Regions from separate parts of the Macaca mulatta genome. Here region 1 is linked to region 2. The links are chromatin contacts, called in public Hi-C maps. All regions are on one chromosome and are shown on one strand. The core of a region is the stretch at or near the end of the contact, and the rest is flanking DNA. Distances in the headings are between cores, read along the strand shown. Region 1 has its middle 42 kb from the start of MIR1284. Region 2 overlaps LOC144339535 (a long non-coding RNA gene).

What was found. A called contact is a pair of places that touch in the nucleus more often than the background predicts.
Region 1: a contact with region 2 is called in a Hi-C map of fetal cortex germinal zone, with 2.7 times the contacts expected there. The contact joins two enhancer-like sites. A contact is called at or near these places in 2 of 14 Hi-C or Micro-C datasets (fetal cortex germinal zone and fetal cortical plate).

Annotation. Positions count from the first base shown.
Region 1 is chr2:135,078,418-135,083,474 of T2T-MMU8v2.0, forward strand. No RefSeq gene overlaps it. Among named protein-coding and RNA genes, the nearest start is that of MIR1284, 42 kb to the left of the region's middle. Within about 2 kb of position 3,049, at least 24 of the 40 cell types and tissues checked have an H3K27ac peak or open chromatin away from gene starts, as enhancers often do. A contact at or near this core is called in fetal cortex germinal zone, where this site is marked.
Region 2 is chr2:133,604,247-133,609,455 of T2T-MMU8v2.0, forward strand. The region is part of intron 4 of LOC144339535 (a long non-coding RNA gene); the gene reads left to right. Among named protein-coding and RNA genes, the nearest start is that of MITF, 200 kb to the left of the region's middle. Within about 2 kb of position 1,600, at least 1 of the 40 cell types and tissues checked has an H3K27ac peak or open chromatin away from gene starts, as enhancers often do. A contact at or near this core is called in fetal cortex germinal zone, where this site is marked.

The sequences.
Region 1 (5,057 bases), core at 1,799-4,298, 1.5 Mb after region 2:
GGAATGGAAAAATTTTGCAGCGGTTCTTCAATATATTTTCAGTAGCAGAAAAATTCCTTTAAATATCCTTGAGGTCTTCTCAACTCAGCTATTGTCCAAGTCCTAAACCCTTAAGTCTACGTACAACCAATGGTGAAGTGTAGACGGTTTGAATGTACAGACGCCTTTCAAAGGGAATCCAGAATGCTCCTCCGGCATTCCTGTTTAAAGAGCAGTGACAAAAAAGAAAATGCTAACTTGGAAAATACCTGTGAGCAGATATGAGCGCAATTTCAGCCCCTCAGAAGTGGACTGGAGAAGGTCAAATGCAACCAAATGAAATGTTTATATTAATTTCATTATTCTGCCCAAGCCTCACAGATGAGGGCTTGGGGGGTGGGGAGGTAGAGAAGAGGAAGAAATAAGTTTCATTTTGGGTCTTCTGTTAGAGCAAAAAGAAAATGAATTAAGACGAAAGCATAGGATGAGCCCAGACTAAATCAATACACTTTGTAATCAGCCCAGCAAGGGTATTTGGACACAATGACTTGGAAATAATTAATAGTTATAAGAGGGGAGTGGGGTGAGAAGGGGGGCGAAGATGTCACCATATTTTATCGGAGCACTTTACACTCCACGCTAAACTTTGATCTACAGATTTTCGGGTTTAGGAAAGAAAGAGGGAAAAAGGGTCGGGGGTGGGGGGGAAGAAGTCCAGTATTTCGAAGCACCTACCGGCCTGAGGATGGGCACATTCCTCGCTCCCGTTGCCTTATCGCTAGGCTCGCGCCGCCCCGGCGGGCTCTTTGGGGACGGAGAACCTCTAGTGCCGCCCGGGGCTCTCCGGTGTCCCTGGCCCCCGCGCCCGCGGCCGCCTCGACTTACCCGCGGAGTCCGGGGAGGGAGTAGGAGCGCCGCCTTCACGCCCGCGGAGGAGGCGCCGGCAGCACCATGGTCCCCGGCGCCGCTGCCGCTGCCCCCGGCCCGCTCGCTCGCTCGCCGCGCGCTCTCTTCCTCTTGCAAACTTTCGGGTTCTGCGGTCGACAAGAAACCGGGGCGACCCTCAGCAAATCTTCCCCGTGCAGGCTGGGGGGAACTGAAGGGGACGGGACGGGTGAGTAGGCCGAGGGGACAGGACAGAGAGGGCAGCGGGCTCCGGGGACCCGCGAGTGCGCGTGGAGGGAAGAGAGGATGCGGCTCAGGGAATCCCTGCAAGGATCCCGAGACCGGGAAATCGGCCCGAGCCAAAGTCTCAGCACCTTCCCCAGGATCTCACAAAGTTGCAACAACAAAAAGGAGGGGGGGAGGAATAGGGGGAAGGGGGTGGGATAGGGATACGATCGCGGGCGCAAGGTTTGGAGTTACAACTGTTTATTTAGTCCTATTCTCACAGGGGGCGGGAGCTGCGCGGGAATGGGGGGGCTGCAGGCAGCGATTTCGAAGGAAACACTTGGGAGGGGGCCATGCGACTTTGTTTCTGGGCGCTGAGCTCCCCAGCGCCCGTGTGTGTCACTGCCAGTCTCCCGGGACCAAGGCGGAGCTCACAACAGGTGGGGAGGGGGGCTCGTCGAGGGCCAAAAAGGAGAAGGAATCTAAGTTTCCGAGCGCGACGTTGTCTGAAAAGGAGGGAGGCGGGAGGCGGGGGCGAGGGGAGGCGGAGGCAGCAAATGACCGCGACCCCGCGGCAACTGGCAAACTCCTCGGCTCCCGGCGCCGCCGCCACCGCCGTGGTCCCCACTCGAAGCGCACGCCGCCTCGGCTCGCTGGCTCCAGGGAGTCGTCTCGGCGGGACAGGAATAGAGCGCAGGGAGCTCGGGAGGAACGCTGCGCGCAAGCCAGGGACGGAGAGCCATCGGCCGCCAGGACAGGGCCAGAGGAACAAGGCGACACGCGCGCGTCGCAGGACAAATCGGAGCTTGGGAAATTTCCCCGTTCCCCAAGCTTCAGAGGGGGGTAAAATCAGAAAATGTGTGTGATGGAGGGAGAGGGATCCGGGCGCGGCGACTGCTCGCAGCGCATCCGGCTCCCGCACCCGCCCGTGGATCTGGCCACTGCTGTTGCGGACTCGTCTCGGGAAAGCGGGGGCCGAGCGCGCGTAGGGGTGCGTGTCTGGCTGGGGGTGCGCAGGTGCGTGTTTGAATTTTCCGGGCTCAGAGGGGGTGGCGGGAGAGCTTCCTCGCCGCTGACTCTCGGGGTAACGCGCGCGTGGCAGCGGGGAAGTTCCCCAGTGCGGGGCCCAGGGCCAGGCGCCACAGTCAGTCTGCTGAGGCCCGCGGGGCAGCTCAAGGGCACCGAGGGGGCACACACCCGCGGAGACGGAAGGGGAAAAGTTTGCTCCAAGTCTAAACTTTGGGCCTAGGAGGCGCCTGGCGCGCGCCCCCTCCCGCCGCGGCCAGGACCCGGGACCCCGCACCGGCCCAGCGCCCAGGCGGCCACCGAACGCCAACGCCGGGCATCTAAAGTTGCGCCAGGCGGCCTGGGCTTATTGATTTCTCTCCCCAAGGCGATCGTGGAGAGCGCAGAGAGAGGCGTGAAGGGGCCTACGGGGAGGCAATCTCGCCTCCTCGCAGTCGCCACCGCCACCGCCCCCGCCCCCATTTGACTTATGCAAATAAACCCAAAGGGTGCGGGCGCCGCCGGAGCTCCCTCCACCCGCGCGCCGGCCCGCAGCCCCCACCCATCCCAGAGCTGGGCCCCGACCCGGGGGGAGAGGAAGAGAAGGGAGGGCTGGGGGAGATGCACGTGGAGCCTGGAGATGGAAAGTAGTTGTTTTTTTTTTCCATTTTTTTCTTTTTCTTTCTTTCTTTCTTTTTTTTTTTTTGTGCTGGTTGTTGTTGTTGTTTAAAGTGGCGGAAACAAGACAGGAGGCGGCTTGGGAAAAAGTGGAGCAGAAATGGAAAAATACAAACTCACCCGCTGCAAATGGTCTCTCGGTGCAAACTAAGGTGTTTTCGGGCCTTTCCCCGCGCGCGCCCACTCCCGCCCGCGCGCGCACCCCGCGCACACACTCACTCGCGCACACACGCGCGCACACACGCACTCCCGGGCGAGGGCCGGGCCGCCGCGAGTACAGCGTGCAACCGCCACACAATAAATAACAATAGATTCCTCCGCTCCGGACTAGCTTCCCGGAGCCCAGCCAGCGCCGGTGGCGGCGGCGGCGGCGGCGGCAGAGGCGCGGGCAGCAGCGGCCCGGGGGCGCCCCCCGGCCCGATCCTCGGCCTCCCGCAGGGGTCCCGTCTCCGCCTCACGCAACCCGCCGGGCACCCCAGCGGACCCCCGAGCGCCAGCGCCTCCCTCTTTGCCGTTCTCTGGGGCGCTGGCACCCACCCCCCTCCCCCCCCGACATCCCGGAACAAATAAATAAATAAGGCGCGCGAGAGAGGCCAACACGTCGCGGAGGGAGATGTTGTTATTTTTTGCTGTTGTGCGTCCCTGACGTCACATCCACCTGCTGGGTAAACAACCGGGCTCCCAGAAAAAAAAAAAAAAAAATCGCAATTGCCAAAGAATGGGGGGCGGGGGTTGGGGGGAGGGATCCAGGGAGGGGGAAGTGAGGGGCGTCCAGGCTGAATTGGGAAGAGGAGAGGGAGGCAGAGCCCCGCGGACCAGAGAGAGGAAGGGAACGCCAGAGCAGTCCCTGGCAACAGAGGGATCTGGCAGGAAAGACCTGGAAAATAAGGGGCATGGGGGCGGAGGGGGAGATTCCTCAGGAGATGGGAAATGGGGGGGCCCATTCAGACAGCGGAAAAAACGAGAAGGGAGAGTGTTAACTACGGACGAAGATGGGAATGCGATGGCTATTTGCTTGGATTCTTAGCTTAAAATATGAAAGGGAGGGGAGAGGATAGCCTAGGATGTGAGTTTCCTCCAGTTAAAAGTGAAAGTGTTTTGCCATCAGTGACAGTTGAAGGAGAGAGAGGTGGGAGGTGGTGTTTTCAACCCCCTTTCTCCTCTCCTGTCCTCCCTCGGTCTATCCTCTTTCTTTCTGCACTTTGTCCAATGAAAGAAGGCGAGTTCGGGAGGTGAAAGTTCAGCAGAAGGACAAACCCCTGTTTGCAAGGAAAACAGAAACCCCGCCAGCCAGCGAGGGGTTTTCTCCCGTTTCTCGGAATCAGGAGAGTGTGAATGAGGGACGAGCTTCTGCCCCCTTCCTTGTCAGAGCCACTGCAGGAATGTGCAGTCGAGTCCACTTTGGGGGAAAGTGGCTGCATCAGGAACTGTGTTCTTGCCACGGTTCCTCTTAGGAAAACGCCTGGGGGCTAGCATGTCAGTCCGTTGTTTAACACAAATTACCTGCTCGCCCAGTGATCAGTCACGTGCAAAAAGCTTTGTCCAATTCTTTGAAAAGGTGAGATTTTTTTTTTTCTTTTTGCGGTTTTTGAAGTTTGGTTGAATTTAGAAATTCTAAGGAATAAACTAAGAGACTGAATTAAATGTTTTGAAATATACATACATAAAACAAAAGACACTAGTATTTCTTTCACTTTTGTCAATACGCATAAAGAAGGAAGCAGAGTATGTGTTTCTGAAACGTGACTTGGAAAGCTGTAAGAACTCTGTCTTGTTGTTGTTGTTGTTGTTGTTAACAGAAGTAAATTATTTCAGACCCATCACCACAGAAGTGGCCAGACTCCCAAACCAGCATTTCCAGCTACTGGCTGGATGGTGTACACCAGGCCAATTCTTTATGAGAATATATTAAAAGTCACCCTTGTGGATTCCTACAAAGTACTTCCCCTTGCGAGGAGGGGAGAGGCTTACTGTCCCTTTGGTCTTGAGATCAGCACAGTTGTAGATAATATCCTGAAAAGGTTATTACAAATTCTTTCGGGTAATGCCCCTTTACAAATACTGTTAAACATTCATTTACAGAAGAATGTAAATCTCTATTTCAAGGGTAGCATAAGACTATCGGTTTAAAATTGTATCTTTCGCAAGTTAAAAAAAAAAATAAAGCCATTCGCTGATGCTACAGAATAAAAGAAAGAGATGCTGCTAAGGTAATTCCAGCCTGGTAGAATTCGCGTTGCATGCATGCTGCATAAAGTTCCATGCTATCCAGTCAAGACTGTTCA
Region 2 (5,209 bases), core at 350-2,849:
ACACCAGGAACTCCTCAGTGAGTTCTTGAGATCTATGCCCTATTCACCTTTCCAGAAAATTTGATTCCTGTCTTCAAGGAGTTTCCAGTCTGGGCAAGGAAGCAAACATGTAAACATGGAATTACGTTGCAATTTGGAAAGTGATGTAAAACAATTATCTAAATTAGTGTACACAGATGAGCACTAATTTACTAAAGAATCCTGCTTTTCTCATACAACAACTGAGCAGTCGGCATGTAGGTGTAGTCTGTTTCTTAAAATAGCAATGTTTTCCCAGTCTTTATATCAATATTTATGTTGTTACTCATGCTCTGTTAAAACAAAACAAAATAAAACAAAATCTCTCAAATGACATTGTATATCTAATGTTCGTGATGGGGAATTTAGGAGTCTGTTGAAAATTGTGACACATAGCAGGACTGATGCTTCGTACTCCAAACCAAATAAAGTTTCACTGGACCTTAACTGTAAGCTAAGACTTTAAGTGCCATTTATTTGTTGAGTTTTGCCACTCTAAATTGTTCAGCTTGGCACAAGACCTTTAAAAGAAATTATAGTTTAATTGGTTTGTGGTTTATTTTCTATTATATTAAAATGACCTGCTTATATTAAAATGACATGCCTTTCAAAACCTACTAGAGCATTAAAACATTGTTGTAGTGATAAAAGATTTCCAAATGTTATTCTGAAAAGCAAGGAAAAGGATTTCAGACAAACACATAGCTCACAGCTCAGTATAGTGGGTTATGTCGAGCTCTTGGATGTAGCTATAAAATCATCTTCTCTTTCATACATGCCTAGAGTTTTGGGCTTTTGGAAAATGTTTTCTATAATTGTTATTTTTCGGTACCCTTTTTTTTTTTTTTAAATATTCACTCTGAGGTAGTCCTATTACAGTAGGCTCATAACACCATAACCTTATCCATATATAGCCAGGCAAAGCTTTCTGCTGTTAAGTAGAACTTATGAATACTTAAGAGAAGGAAAGCATTGCTATTCTTGAGCAAATTCGGAGAGTTTAGAAACATTATTTTGAAATGTGCTTCCTTAAAGTCAGAAGAACTTAATTAAGTTCCCAGGGTTAATTGTTTCTGAAGTGTTAACATGTCATTTGTCTATTCAAACTCCAAAGCAAATCTAATACGGGATTTAATAACCTGTTTATGTGAATAGAAATTTAGGGTGGGGGTGGCGTGGGAGAAGAAGGAAAAGCTAATAGGCTTTTACCTAGTTAGTGGGTTTAAGGAAGAATTCTTTCTGTCTTTATTTGAAACAAAAGGTAAATCCTATGTTCAAAACTCCTTCTATTTGGGAGCATAAATTGGGATGACAAGGAAGTTTTGGAACAAAACAGTATTTTTACACTTTGTTCATTTCATATTTATCACTAGCTTGTTTGCTAATTTTCATTTGCAAGAGGCAATTCTTCCAGCTAACTGGGTGCCTCAATGGGCCACTGATTTCTTTGAAGTGACAGTCTGTAAATATGCATAAAAAAGGGATGCAATTAGCGTGTGTGTGGTTCAGTGCAGCCTGATTCCATTGGCAAGTTTACCCACAGTGTTGATAAGCTACATTATCTAGAAAATTGGCCGCTGAAAAACAGCACCTCTGATTGCCAGCAAAGGTTCCAGATAACAGGGTGCTGAAGAGAAATATAATTGAGGTTGAATATATTAACCAAGGTGTCACATGCTCCTTAGAAGCTCTAATTTATCAGCATGTTGGAATTTTTATTAACATTTGGAATGCGTTTCTACCACACTAATGAAGTGGAATTGGCAGTTCAGGTTTTAGTTATTGTCATTTCTGAGAAGTTAAATGTAATTTCTCGTTAGACACAGTTATGTAAATATATTTGTTCAGGGGCTGAAAAAAATTATACGTTTTACAAAATACAAATATGTTGTTAAGAGGCAGTGTGACAAATCAGTGGTGGCTCGAGTCCTGAAAATCAGCCATGTATTTATGCTGCATTTTGTACATTACAGCTCTTCTTTGTGGGGGGAATTTGAGAGAAATGAAGGAAGCTTAATTTCATTAACTCTGCAACTGGCTCACCATTGTGAAAAACAGTTAAAATTAGCCACTGTTTTAGTAGGCTAGCATGTCTAAGAGGATTTTATGATTAAACTATTTTTTTAAATGAAAACTTGCTCAAATTATAAGGTGAATTAAGCTTTCATGGAAGATATCTGCTTTTCTTTTTTCTATTCTTCTTGGAAGTGCCCAAGATTTCTATTCATTTTCTAATTCCAACAAATAGGTTTGAAAGATATTTGTTAACAAGACTATTAATTTCTATTATAAAAATAAATTGAGATGTGCAAATTTGAAATTATTTTAGATGATTGCATACATATGTGATAACACTACATTTTTTTGAAGCAAAGAAATAAAAATCATAAACTTTGGGATAATGTTTCCTTAGGAATAAAGAGGAGGAAAGAGTCAGAGGTATCAGGGGAACATACACAGGCAGTTTCAGCTGTATATTAATAGTTACTAAGTTAGGTGATAGATTTTTGAGTGTCTGTTTCATTATGATAATTCATAATTATATATATGTAACATATATGTTTATCAGAATATAAAACATTTTTAAAAGGAAATAACTCAATTTCTATTGACTCATAAATTTTGTTTTCCCTTGAAATGATTATGAATTACAGTCTGTAGAGCACTGTGTATTCGTAACATGCTTAGTATTAGTTAATTGCACACATCTCCGACCTCAGGGAATGATGCCACATTTTTCCTCCATTAGTAATAGATATGCTGGTCACAAGACATTGGTTCCCTAGAGACAAATGACCCGTGGAAGACATTCTCAGCTTTCCCTTTGCATTCACTCCTTAGCAACTGCCAGTCTTCTACTGTCCTATAGGGCTCCTGATTTCATTCCTTCTTCTCCTACTGGCTGCTACCACTCTTGGCATTCCTTGACCCAGTTTATCCCTGCTACAATACTTCCGTGCATTTCACACACTTATCCTCTAGCCCTCAATGATAAACTTCTCATTTCTATCACCTATCCCATCATATGTGTGTGGGGGAAAGATTTAGAAGGTGGGGGTGGGGAGGAGTGGTGTTCCCTTTATTAGCAGGAACTTCTGGTTGGAACTGAACTTGACACAGGAGATTCTCATGCCCGTTGGACAGTTACTCTTAGGATGCCCATTATGGTAGATGTGCTAAATTGTCACTTAGCACACATTTTGTTTTTTTTCCAATGTCACCAGTTAGATAGCTAAAATCTGTAATTCTCAGACTCTCTTGCAGCTAGGGTTCTGAAAAAAAATTAGGTTCACATAGGTGCATGCAGGTGCTGTTTGAAAGGTAATGTTCTAAGTGTGGTTCACTAAGTCCCTGGGTGTGGAGTGGCAATGTGGCGGCCTTGATTCCAGATCATGCTTATATCACTGTGTCTTTGAAATTAGCTGTTCTATGGGCAGCCTTCAGATTCCTCACATTCTTGAGAAAGCAGATGTGGAGACTCCCCTAGCCTGCCAATTTTTCATTGTGGTTACCTCGATTTACCTGCTTCTTTGGCCCTTCCTACAGTTTTGAAAGCTCTTATTTCTGTGTGTTAAATCCCTTTCTACCCAAGTCGTTTGATTTTAAGAAACTAAACCCTGATCAATACCCCTGCAAATCTGGTTCAGATGACTCCGTAACAGGACCAGGCCCAGAGTAAAGCAGTAGAGACACCCATGGCACAAAACTTAAGTTGTTGGGCACTTTCAGGGTCATGGTAGTGTCTCTTTAAATTTTATGTCCTGGGCAACTCTCTTGCCTCACTTTAGTGCTGGCTCAGTTCAATAAGCAAATAGCAGATGTTATTTATTATAAAAATAATTAAATCACATCTATAACAGATGTTGGCAAAATACAATCCATGGACTAAATCTGACCCACTGCCTGTTTTTGTAAATAGAGTTCAGTTGGAACACAGTCGTGCTCTTCTTTTATGTACCGTCTATGGCTGCTTTTGCACTGAAGAGCAGAATTGTGTAGTTGTAACAGAGAACGCAAAGCAGAAAATATTTACTCTCTGGCCATTTACAAAAAAAGTTTGCAGATTCATGCTGTATATGCTACTGTGGATATGCCTAAATGTGTGGGGTAAGACTGCCTGAGATCAAATTCTGGTTCCTCTGTGAGTCTCTGGCTAAGTTGCTTAACTTCCATGGAGTGGTGTGCTGGAATCACCAAAAACTTACGGGCATCTCTTCTTAACTCTCGGTCCATTGATCATCTTGACAGCCAGAAATCAGCCATGGTGGGAGTATTCCCCCTAGAAAAATTAGCAAATGCTACAAATCAAGGCTTCCCCAGAGACCCAGGAACCAAACACTTGCTGCCTCTATAAGTATGGATGGACCCCAACTTATGATGGTGTGATTCATGATTTTTTGACTTCACAATGGTGTGAAAGTGATATGCATTCAGTAGAAGCTGTGCTTCAAGTACCCATACAACTGTTCTTTTTTTTCCTTGCAGTACAGTAGTCAATAAACTAAATGAGATATTCAGCACTTTCCTATAAAATAGGCTTTGTGTTAGATGATTTTGCCCAAATGTGTGCTAATGTAAGTGTTCTGAGCACACCTAAGGTGGATTAGGATAGGCTATGATGTTTGGTAGGTTAGGCATATTAAATGCATTTTTGACTTATGATATTGTCAACTTATGGGGGGGGTATCAAAACATAACCCCACTGTAAGTCGAGAGGCATCTGTACTAGATTCTTCTTTTTCCCAATGATGTGACACACACACACTTAGTGCCCCATCTGGAGCCTCTTTAACCATCAGTGCACCCAGCCCCCAGCTGCTGTGAGTGCTGCAGCTAACAGCATATAGCTGTGCTCTCCTCAGGGGCAGTCAATGGCTTGCTGATATGGGTGACGCAAAAGCCCAGCCCCTTTGCACCATTCTGTCATGCAATTTATGCTCCAGAATGCCTCTGTTGCCATGGGTTAGACCACGGCTAGACTTTGCCTGGGATTCTTGATTGGCTTTTTCACCTTCTCTATCTGGCTTCAATTTTCATTACAGGTTTGTTCTAAATTAAGTCCAGGACCCAGACTAGGTGAGGTGAAGACAGCGAAGTGCCTAGAGCACACAGTATCAGGAGGCACTCACTGTCAGGCCAAACAAGTGTTGTACAACCCTTCTAGGAGGAAGAAAACAGGTGCCTCTGAAAA